Regions from separate parts of the Drosophila melanogaster genome. Here region 2 is linked to region 1. A link is a contact called in public Hi-C data. All regions are on one chromosome and are shown on one strand. Each heading gives the region's core, a stretch centred on a gene start, on an enhancer-like site or on the middle of the called end of the contact. The rest is flanking DNA. Distances are from core to core; before and after follow the strand shown. Region 1 holds the start of Wsck (wsck). Region 2 holds the start of CycB3 (Cyclin B3).

Region 1 (4,842 bases), core at 700-3,199:
CGGAGACAACGCAGACGAACCGATCCTTGACCTCATCCCGCATTAGGACCTCACTCAGCGCATCCTCGTTGAGCACAAATGTGTGCTCCTCGGAGGCGTTGATCACCTGCACTGCCGATCCGCCCATTATGGTGTTTGGAATCCTTGTCTGCTATTCCGTTTGCTGTCTCTGTTTTACCGGCTATTTTTGCCTCCGTTGGGAAATTCTTTCTTATTAATCTTTTGGATTTCGACCTGTCAACTGCAAGCATAAACAGACAGCTAGATAAGTATGGAGAAAATGTCTGCTCTGTTTTTCAGCGATTTTTCCATTTCCGGCAAAGGGAAAATTTGCGAGTCTAGGCCAACATTTAATTGCGCAAGCCTCTGCGCCGTGAGTTCATTTAAATTTGGCACAGCCACGAGACACGAGCGACGGACAGAAAGGCCTGCAATTATGAGAGGTGGCCAAAAATAAACCCAAACATGCGCTGCTCCCCGATCGCAGAAGATGTCAACGTCAACCGAAGGGGCAGTGGGGCACTATGTAAGCGGATTGTTCAGGTGCGTGGGATATATGTACATATGTATGTATGTACCAATCTATCCGAGGAATGGTACTTGGTAGATGTGTAATCAATCAGTAATCAATGTTTAGATACAACCTTACCATTCAATTAGCATATGGCAATCTGGTTTTCAAACTATAGTTGTTGCTTATAAAATCAACTGTTTTTAGGAACAAACTAAACAGATTCGGCTGAAGACACAAGTATACAATTTAAAGGCATATGGTTTTGATTGTCACTTTAGAAACTACGGCTACTAAATGATAAGAAAACCGGTTTATTACTACTACTACTGACTAAACTTTCAACATTAAAACAGATTTCACGGTGTATTTTACAGCCCATATGGAGAAAACATATTCAATTATTTCAGATACTCAAAATAACTTGGAAAGAAATTCATCGGAAACCGGTCTTTCGGTGATTTTATTGACCTTATTAAAGTTCTTGATTGATGTGTTGTTTTTTTGCAACACGATCACTTATTCATTTGTTCCTTTTGGGTTTTATCACACCAAATGGCGAATGTGTACTCAAAGGGTTTCCAAATCGGGTTAAACGAATTCAGCACAGTTGACTGTTCGTATGTAAGCCGTAGGAAGGGAACACATTAAAATTAATTTCGTTAGCTGCGTTGTGATGACGTCGACAACTTTTGTCGCGCTACGCAGTTTGACCACTTGAATTCTAATTAGAAACGCAGCCAAAACAAGTGAAGAACATACCACATTAAGACAAGAGATCGGTGGGGAATTATGCCACACTCCCGATTATACAGGCCACATAAAAGTTATGCTTGCGTCTAATTGAGTCCGATTCGGATGCGGAATGGGAATATGAATATAAATACACGACCAGCGCGACCGTCAACCAAATCAAACTGCAAGCACAACACGCAAGTCACCAATGAATCGGCTACCTCAAAAAGAGAGCGAAGCGGTACTCTCTCTTTTCCGATCAACTCTCATTTGCCGTCGCCACATGGCAAAATAGGAATAGACACCGTGGTGGAAGGGAGGTGGGTAATGCAATTGGTCCGGCGGCAGCTGCAACGTTAGCAAAATCGCGTCTGTCCAATTAACACATTGCCACTTAATTAAGACCAACTGTTGTCCGAGACTTTGGCGCGCTGAATGGGAATTTAAAATTCAAAATAACAATCACATCTGGCAATGCCGTTTGGAACCAGGCTTGTCCAGCAGGTGTGTGAGCGGTGCCGCCAGATACGGACGATCTTCGCAACACACCAGTTGTCCCACTTACACTTGCAGCTTTTGCAACTAGCGGGCGATGTAAACAAAGGTGTTGGAGAGTAACAGCAACAGTTGTGCGGCCTGCGTCGACGTCGGCAGAGCGATTAGTCAACTGGAAATGGAAACACGGTTGCCGAGAGCAACAACAACGGCAGTGGAAGAAGAAGCAGCAGCAGAAGCGCTTGGAAAATGTTGAGCGGGGAAAAAGAATAAAAGTTTTTAATTTGCCTAAATTGGCTGCCCGTGAAAAGTGTTTAATTGGCAGTCCTAGCCCCCAAAGAAGCAACAGAAAGCCCAGGCGGATATCAGTCATCCGGCGTGCAGGAGCTTAGCTGCTCATTCGAGATTTGCAAGCCATGGAATGCGGTTCACACAGCGGACACCGCCCAATTCCGATTTGGCTTTCGAGCTGCCTCGTGGCCATGTGCTTGGGCCTTCCGCTAGGAGCAGCTGTCCCCCAGGAAGCACCTGCCTACTACTACGTTGGTTGCTACACGGCACGAACGGATCTTCTCCATGAATCGGTGTACGCCAAGACACCGCAGACCTGCATCGAGATCTGCGAGCATCAGGGTCACCACTATGCCGTGCTGGCCTCCGAGAAGTGCTTCTGTGCAAATGTCCTGGAGCCGCAGGAGCAACAGGATGAACAGCTCTGCAACACTCGCTGCCTGGCCAACAAAGCGCAGTATTGTGGCGGAGTTGGTGTGCACTCGTACTACTCCACCATACTGACCAAACAACCGGGTCCGCATCATCTAAGAATCTCGAACAAAACGGAGAACAGCCTGACCCTTAGCTGGAATGCGTACGAGGCGAGGAAACTACTCCTGGCCGGCGGCGCGGAGGCAGTGCTTCCCAACCAGCTACTGGACAACTTCCTGATCAAAGCTCAGGTCCTGAAGACCTACTCCTCGTTGCCCGCCTTCCCGCAGCCTGAGTTTATGGTGCAGAGCACGGAAACGCAGTTTGAACTCACAGACTTGCATCCCGCCACGCTGTACAACATATCCGTGAGAGCCATGTGCAAGGATGCCCAAGTAGGTCAATCTGAATGCGGACAGGCCTCGATAGAAGCCACCACGGAGGTTGGTAATGCTTGAATTCTAACGAGAATCCTAACCAATAACATTACTACTCCAAATTTCAGGTGGGCCTTCCAAGTCCCGTGCCAGCACAGCCGAAAATCCTCAGCCGGACTGACCGCACTGTAACCATCGAGTTGTCGCCCATTCGGAATGACAATGGACCGCTGAGCAAACTGCTCGTCATCGTGGAATACGTGGACAACGCCCTGAGTCAGCCATTCGATGCCCAGCTCCTGGGCAGCTGGCAGCAGGCTCAACAAGATGGAGTGCCCTACTACATAGCCGCCGAATTGGACTACGATCGACCGGAGGACAATCGCACCCGGCGCTTTGTGGTCGGCGATGGCAAGCGTTACGGACGATTTACCAATAAGCCGTTGGATCAACCAGATGCACATGTCCACATCAGTCTCGGATTGGTGAGTAATGCATTAAATTCGAATGAATATCTCTGTAACTATTTATATTCTAGGTGAGCACACTGGAGGGCGTTACCAAGACGATGTACAGTCGTGGAACTCACGACCAGCATGTGACATCCCTAGACGACTTTAGTTACGCCACCTTTGAGAAGGGTCAATCCTCGGTGGTTGCCCTAGCTGTCACCTGTGTGATCTTCGGCTCCTGCCTCCTGCTCAGTCTTATTGCCTACTTCTATCTGCGCTACAAGACCTGCCGCGGGCGACGATTGACTGGTGGCAATACGCACGAGATGACGCTGCAAACGCCCATAATCGAGCGGGAAAATAACGGATACCTTGTGGAGGACGATCCACTGCCACACTCGCCGGAAAACTTCAAGCAGCAGTTGCAACAGTTGGTGGAAGGATACGAACGGATACCAAGGAATGCACTACGACTAAATGTGAACGATGTGATCGGAGACGGACGCTTTGGTGAGATTATAACCGGAAAGGTTTCCACAAACGATTTTGCCAGAGATTGCACCCTGCACGTGCTCTGTCTGGACGATCTGAATGGTACTACACAGGCACAGTTGCTGAGAGAACTACGTCAGTTGTCTCAATTGAAGCGCCAGGAGCATTTGCTAGATTTCTATGGAGTATCAGCAAGTCCCGATTGGTTCTACCTAATCTTCGAGCAGCAACGCATGAGTCTAAAGAGAAAACTGGTGGAGAGTCGCCTGATGGCACCGTCGCCACGCTTGACTTCCCTCTCTGAGCAGCTAGTGCTGCAGTGGATCTACGAGCTTGCCAGTGCCATGAATTATCTATCCAGCTGCCAGGTGGTGCATCGACAGCTCTGCTCGCACAGCGTCTTCGTTACCAGCGATTTCAAGCTAAAACTGAGCGTCTTTGGACCGCTGCCCTACATGAACATTGCTCGCCAGCAGCCAGACCACAACCGGTGGCTGGCCCCGGAGGTGCTGCGCCATCAGCATCACCATTCCACCCGTTCTGATGTCTGGTCCCTGGCCTGCGTGGCGTGGGAATGCTGTGCCCTTGGCGGTACTCCCTATGCCAATGCAGTGGCAAGTAACCAACAGCTTCTAGAGGCCATTCGGGCTGCAGTGCGTCCGGCGCAGCCAGCCTACGTCTACGGGGATCTCTACCAGCTGCTGCTCAACTGCTGGCAGCTGGAGCCGAGCGAGCGGAGCAGCTGTGAGGACGTGGCCTTCGGAGTACGTCAGCTGATGACCTCACCGCGTCATGCCCTCAGCTTTGATCGAGTGGCCGGCGGACTAGACACCCTGCCTCCGTACCTGCCGCAACTGGAAGCCGTTGCTACGATGGGCTGAGGTGCAGCCGAATAGTATAATTAGCTTTAGTCAGCGAGAGACCACATTCGCATAGAGTAGATTTCGGTTCTGAGTCACTGCTGCTAAGAGAAAACATCACTTCATTTCGATTTTAGATGAGTTCACTTTCAGTGTTCTGAAGAGAAAATAATTTGTTTTAGAATTTACACATTGATTTAATAAAGCTCATAAAT
Region 2 (5,014 bases), core at 114-2,613, 240 kb before region 1:
AACATTCATGTTTTCTTTTGTTCAGGGACAAACGCCTGCTGCTCATACACGGCCTGATCGACGAGAACGTGCACTTCTGCCACACCTCGCGTCTGATCAGTGCTTTGAACAAGGCAAACAAGCCGTACGAGGTGCATCTGTTCCCCGAGGAGCGGCATTCGTTGCGTAATCTGGAATCGAATAAAAACTACGAAACTAAATTACTGTCATTCTTGCAAAACTTATGAGATTCGTAAATGTCAACAGCCGAAACAAGATCGCCTGCTTAGGCAGTAAAACTAGACCCGCCCCACGCCCTCGTCCCTTTGCAATAGTTTTTTACATCATTGTCTTTGTTTTTATTTGAATTTTTGTTGTTCGAACTATTGTTTTTATTCGATAAAGAAAATGAGAGAAAACGAAATTTGTATCATATTTTTAGCATACTTAATTTATAAACGTACGCAGTTGTAAGTATAATGGAAAGTTGAATGAATGAAAGTTTACCTGCCACCCAATATTAGACTTCAGATCAAGACCAAGCAGCTTATTGTAATTAATTTATACTTAATGTTCTACAACACACGTCATATACTCTTAACTATGTTTTAATTGTGTTTGATATCCGCAAATGTACATTTTTCCTATCAGTAATTATAAGTTGTGTTTTAGTGCGTATGTACGAGTATGAGTGACTGTATGCGTGTTTTCCACAGAAACGGAAAAAAAAAACCTTAAACTTGTCATGCCTTTGGGGCAGGCCATCAATTAATGTTAGTTCTACGCATGCATATATATATATATATATATATATATTATATATCTCTTCGATAAACCTGACGCAAGTCGTATGCATACTTGATTGAGTTCTTAGAAACCCGCGTTTGGCTGAAGCAACAAAAACTGAATTAAATTTAATATTAATTATGCCTATATATAATCATTAGTTTTACAACTGATACAAGCAAACGTATATATACATATATTTTGTTTAACATTTAAATAAACAGTTGTGTGTAAAAGCAGGTGTTTTACTTTTCTCTCTTGTTTGGATTGATGGGGATTTTTGGGCACTGTTCAATTAATTAAATAAATATATTTAAACAAATTCCTTTCTGTCAGCTGCTCGAGGCTACTTTGATGAGTTTCTTAGTTCCATAAATTTGCAATTGCATATTTAAGCAAACTGCCCAAATAGTTCAATTCACATGTTTTGAACTTCAGACATTTAAATTAGCCGCGCTCTGGAAGACTACCCCCAATGCCTACCTTCACCACAGAGGTGTATTCCAGTCGATTTCCGTTAGGCGACCGAACGCCGCGGTACGGTCACACTGCAGGCCGCATCTGCATCTGGCATCTGGCGGTGTTTTTTTGATTTTTTACTCAGTGCTCTCTATCCCTCCGGCCAAGCGCCATAACTCCACAAAACTCGATCCGGAATTATATTGTGAGTTTGTGTGAATGTCTAGGCTTGATCGAGTCGACAATATCGGCAGTAGCGAACGACTCAAGTTCTAGCCAACACAAAGACCACATTCTGCAAGGAATCCGCTAGCGAGGATCTTGCTGAAACCAAGTGGAAGTGGAGGAGACGAGGACTCCAGGCGCCGCGCACAAGAACACAAACAACAAACGACGAGTGCGCTCACACGCAAACACGCATTCAAAATGGCGCCCACAAAAGCAACAACGCGCGCGGCCATCACAAGCGGGCATCATCAGCTGCAGCAGGCAGTGAATCCCATCCTGGGAGCCCTGGGAGCTGCCACTAGGAAGGGACTGACTCGGAGGGCGGCTGCCACGGGAAACATCGATCCGAATGTGGAGAATATGCAGACGCGCGCCAAACGCAAGGCCGACCACAGTCCAATTAAAAATGACAAAATCAAGCGCTCGGCGCTGGGTAACCTGACCAACAATGTTAAGATCATGACACTGCATCCGGCACAGGATGAGGAGCAGTCGGGCGTGGGCAAAAAGCCAACGGCCCAGCAGCTGCAGGCCCTGATGGATGCTAAGAAACAGGAGAATCTCAGCGTAAATGTCTTTGGCGCCAGTAAGATGACTACGCGCGCCTCCAGTAAAGTGGAGGATTCGGTGGAGAACTGCCACAAAGTGCTCGATAAGCTGGAAGAGGCGTTGGCCAGGCCCAAACCGCGCCCCAAGGCAGTGCCTGCCGCAAAAAAGACCGTTTTGGGGGAGGTTCAGCTACCGGCCATGCCAAATCCTATGCAGATTCCCGTTTTACTGCCGCCCACGCACAATCTGGCTGCTCCCCAGGTTGCCGCCGTCAAGCCAGTTCGTCGGATCTCCAATGACTTCAACAAGACTGAGGACAGCCTGTACATGTCCGCGCTGGAGGATGTCTCCAGTTGCGACTCCATGCGGCTGTCTGGAAACTTTGAGGCGGCGCGACGTCGCTCCGCCAAGTTGCAGCAAAAGACTGAGCAGCAGCCACAGCCGCTGTTGCTGACACTCCCAGAGACTGCTCCAAGCCAGGTGGTGCCCATTCCGCCAGTGCCCGAGGAAGTAGAGGACTTCGACCGCAAGAACTGGGACGATCCCTTCCAGGTGTCCCACTACGCCATGGATATATTCAACTACCTCAAAGTGCGCGAAGCGGAATTCCCCATTGCCGACTATATGCCCAGGCAGATCCATCTGACCACCTGGATGCGCACCCTGTTGGTCGACTGGATGGTGGAGGTGCAGGAAACGTTCGAGCTGAACCACGAGACTCTGTACCTAGCGGTTAAGATCGTCGATCTGTATCTCTGCCGCGAGGTGATCAACAAAGAGAAGCTGCAACTTCTGGGCGCCGCTGCCTTCTTTATTGCCTGCAAGTACGATGAGCGACAGCCGCCGCTTATAGAGGATTTTTTGTATATCTGCGATGGTGCTTATAATCACGACGAGCTGGTGCGAATGGAGCGGGAGACGCTGCGCGTTATCAAGTACGATCTGGGCATCCCGCTCTCGTACCGTTTCCTGCGCCGCTATGCCCGATGCGCCAAGGTGCCTATGCCCACGCTGACCCTGGCTCGATACATCCTGGAATTGTCGCTCATGGATTACGCCAATATTTCGTTCAGTGACTCGCAGATGGCTTCGGCCGCACTGTTCATGGCACTGCGTATGCACGGCGGTCCGGGGCAGCTGGACAAGCAGACGTGGACATCGACGCTTATCTACTACACCGGCTATCAATTGGCGGACTTTGCTGAAATTGTGACCGCGCTCAATGCAGGACTGCATCGCAAGCCACGGGCCACCATCAAGACGATACGGAACAAGTACTCGCACAAAATATTCCACGAGGTGGCCAAGGTGCCGCTGCTGACGAACCAGGAGCTCTTCCAGGGCAACCTTGACCTGAACGAAAGCAATCTGTCGTAGGACAGCCTCAAAGTTTAGCCAAATTCAACATGATACGATACGCTTCACTTAGGCTCTAAGACGCTTCTATTCCCAATATTAGCCCCATCCCGACGAAACAGCGGATCCCCGCCTTAATCTAAAAACCCCTGATTTTACCCCTTACCTAGTGTTCCCGTCAAGTCCTCGCAATTTATTATATTTTAATTATTATTGTGACCTTCGCATTATTGACATGTTTTTTGCATAAATATTATGTTAAGAGTGCTTTTGTTTCTTTTTGCCATGTATTATTGTTTAATTTTCCCACATACCGCATACGTAGCCGAACACAATCAATCTAAACTCGAAAGGCGACATTATCTTTAGCACCCCCACCCAAAAAATCCCAAAACGATTCATGTTTTAATATGTACGTTAGTCTTAAGAGATGCCAGCATTAAATAAACCTAACTCGTAAGCCACCAAAGCAGACACGGATCCCCACTAACTTATTCTACACAGATACACAAACGCAAGGATACGAAGCGACTATGAAAGGCACGTGTGTCCCGTACAACCTGGAAATGCGCTGCGATCAACCCTCGTCCCGTGCACGCCATGTACGCCATGTGCATCTGTTCCTGTCGTCGTTATTAATGCTGTTATTTGTTAAGTCGTTCATGGACTCCCCTCCTTGCGCTCACATTCCCGCCCCTCGAAGGACGCTCACCATCAACTTCCCAGTTCCTGATCATACCGCCCCGCCCCGCCCTGCCTCAGTTCACCTCGTTTATCCATGGATGGTTGATAACGTTGCATTGTTGAAGTAACTAGTTATGTATGTACTCAGTGTTATGTATGTATCGTTTTGCGAGAGAATACCAATAAACATTTTTACGTCCGTTCAAAAATACTTCAATCTTTTTACCATCATTACATTCGGAAAACGGTGGGCGAAGTGAAAAAATTCTTACTTTTAATAGGGTAAGTGCAATAAATTCGTATTTTTATTTTTCTTTCTAGAAAACTCTTTTAAAAACCTGATGGAAGTTTCAAAATCGGGTGAGTATTAACTCAGATATAACTAGTTGAATGCAATTGTAGTATCATTAGTGTTTATGTTTACTTTAAATAAGTATTTTAAATTAGCTGTCTTTATCCAGCATGTTGGAAATGATCCTAGTTCCTAGGGGATTAAATAATTTAGGGCATTATTTTCAATTTCCTAGAATCTGGAATGTATGTATTTGTTGCAGTTCAATCTTTAATTGTTAGAAACAGAGCATAAACTCCTAGATGTCAAAGGTTAAGGGAAAACGTTTAGCACATCTAGACTTCTTTGCCGTGAGTATACCCATTACCCCACCCATTCTAATTCCTTTGTTTCGAATCCTCTCAGCTGAATCTGTGCTCCTTTCTCCGCGCTCATCATAGAACAGCTGATGGCTGATGACCTAAGGACATCAAACCCTGGCTGGAATCGGTTCGATTTGCTACAGGTAAAAACCACCGATACCGTCCGTCCAAATCATTCATAATCCATGAGTGTAAGTGTCTGTCTGTATACTCGTAGTCTGTATACCCCGGGCATGATTCTCTCGAGTTTCCTGCGGTTCCTTGCTTTTGGCGCGCTCGTCCGTCATTTTAGCGCCAAAAATTTGTTAAGGATTTGCGC

Evidence for each region. A called contact is a pair of places that touch in the nucleus more often than the background predicts.
Region 2: a Hi-C map of the Kc167 cell line shows a contact between it and region 1, with 1.9 times the contacts expected there. The contact joins the promoter of CycB3 here to the promoter of Wsck in region 1. A contact is called at or near these places in 20 of 107 Hi-C or Micro-C datasets (the D17-c3 cell line, the Kc167 cell line, the ML-DmBG3-c2 cell line and 6 more) and 1 of 6 datasets of contacts at active chromatin or transcription factors (the Kc167 cell line).

The regions. Positions count from the first base shown.
Region 1 is chr3R:24,627,182-24,632,023 of dm6, reverse strand. Wsck (wsck) reads left to right here and starts at 1,949. Exons shown (of 3, transcript NM_170155.2): 1 at 1,949-2,889; 2 at 2,952-3,308; 3 at 3,362-4,842. The coding sequence starts at 2,158. The coding sequence ends at 4,648. atl (atlastin) reads right to left here. Exons shown (of 5, transcript NM_143017.3): 2 at 1-241. The coding sequence starts at 127.
Region 2 is chr3R:24,867,165-24,872,178 of dm6, reverse strand. CycB3 (Cyclin B3) reads left to right here and starts at 1,363. Exons shown (of 1, transcript NM_001276005.1): 1 at 1,363-4,245. The coding sequence starts at 1,651. The coding sequence ends at 3,378. CG3744 reads left to right here. Exons shown (of 9, transcript NM_170177.3): 9 at 26-977. The coding sequence ends at 227. It overlaps Elal (Elastin-like), which reads right to left. Exons shown (of 2, transcript NM_001276004.1): 2 at 4,528-5,014.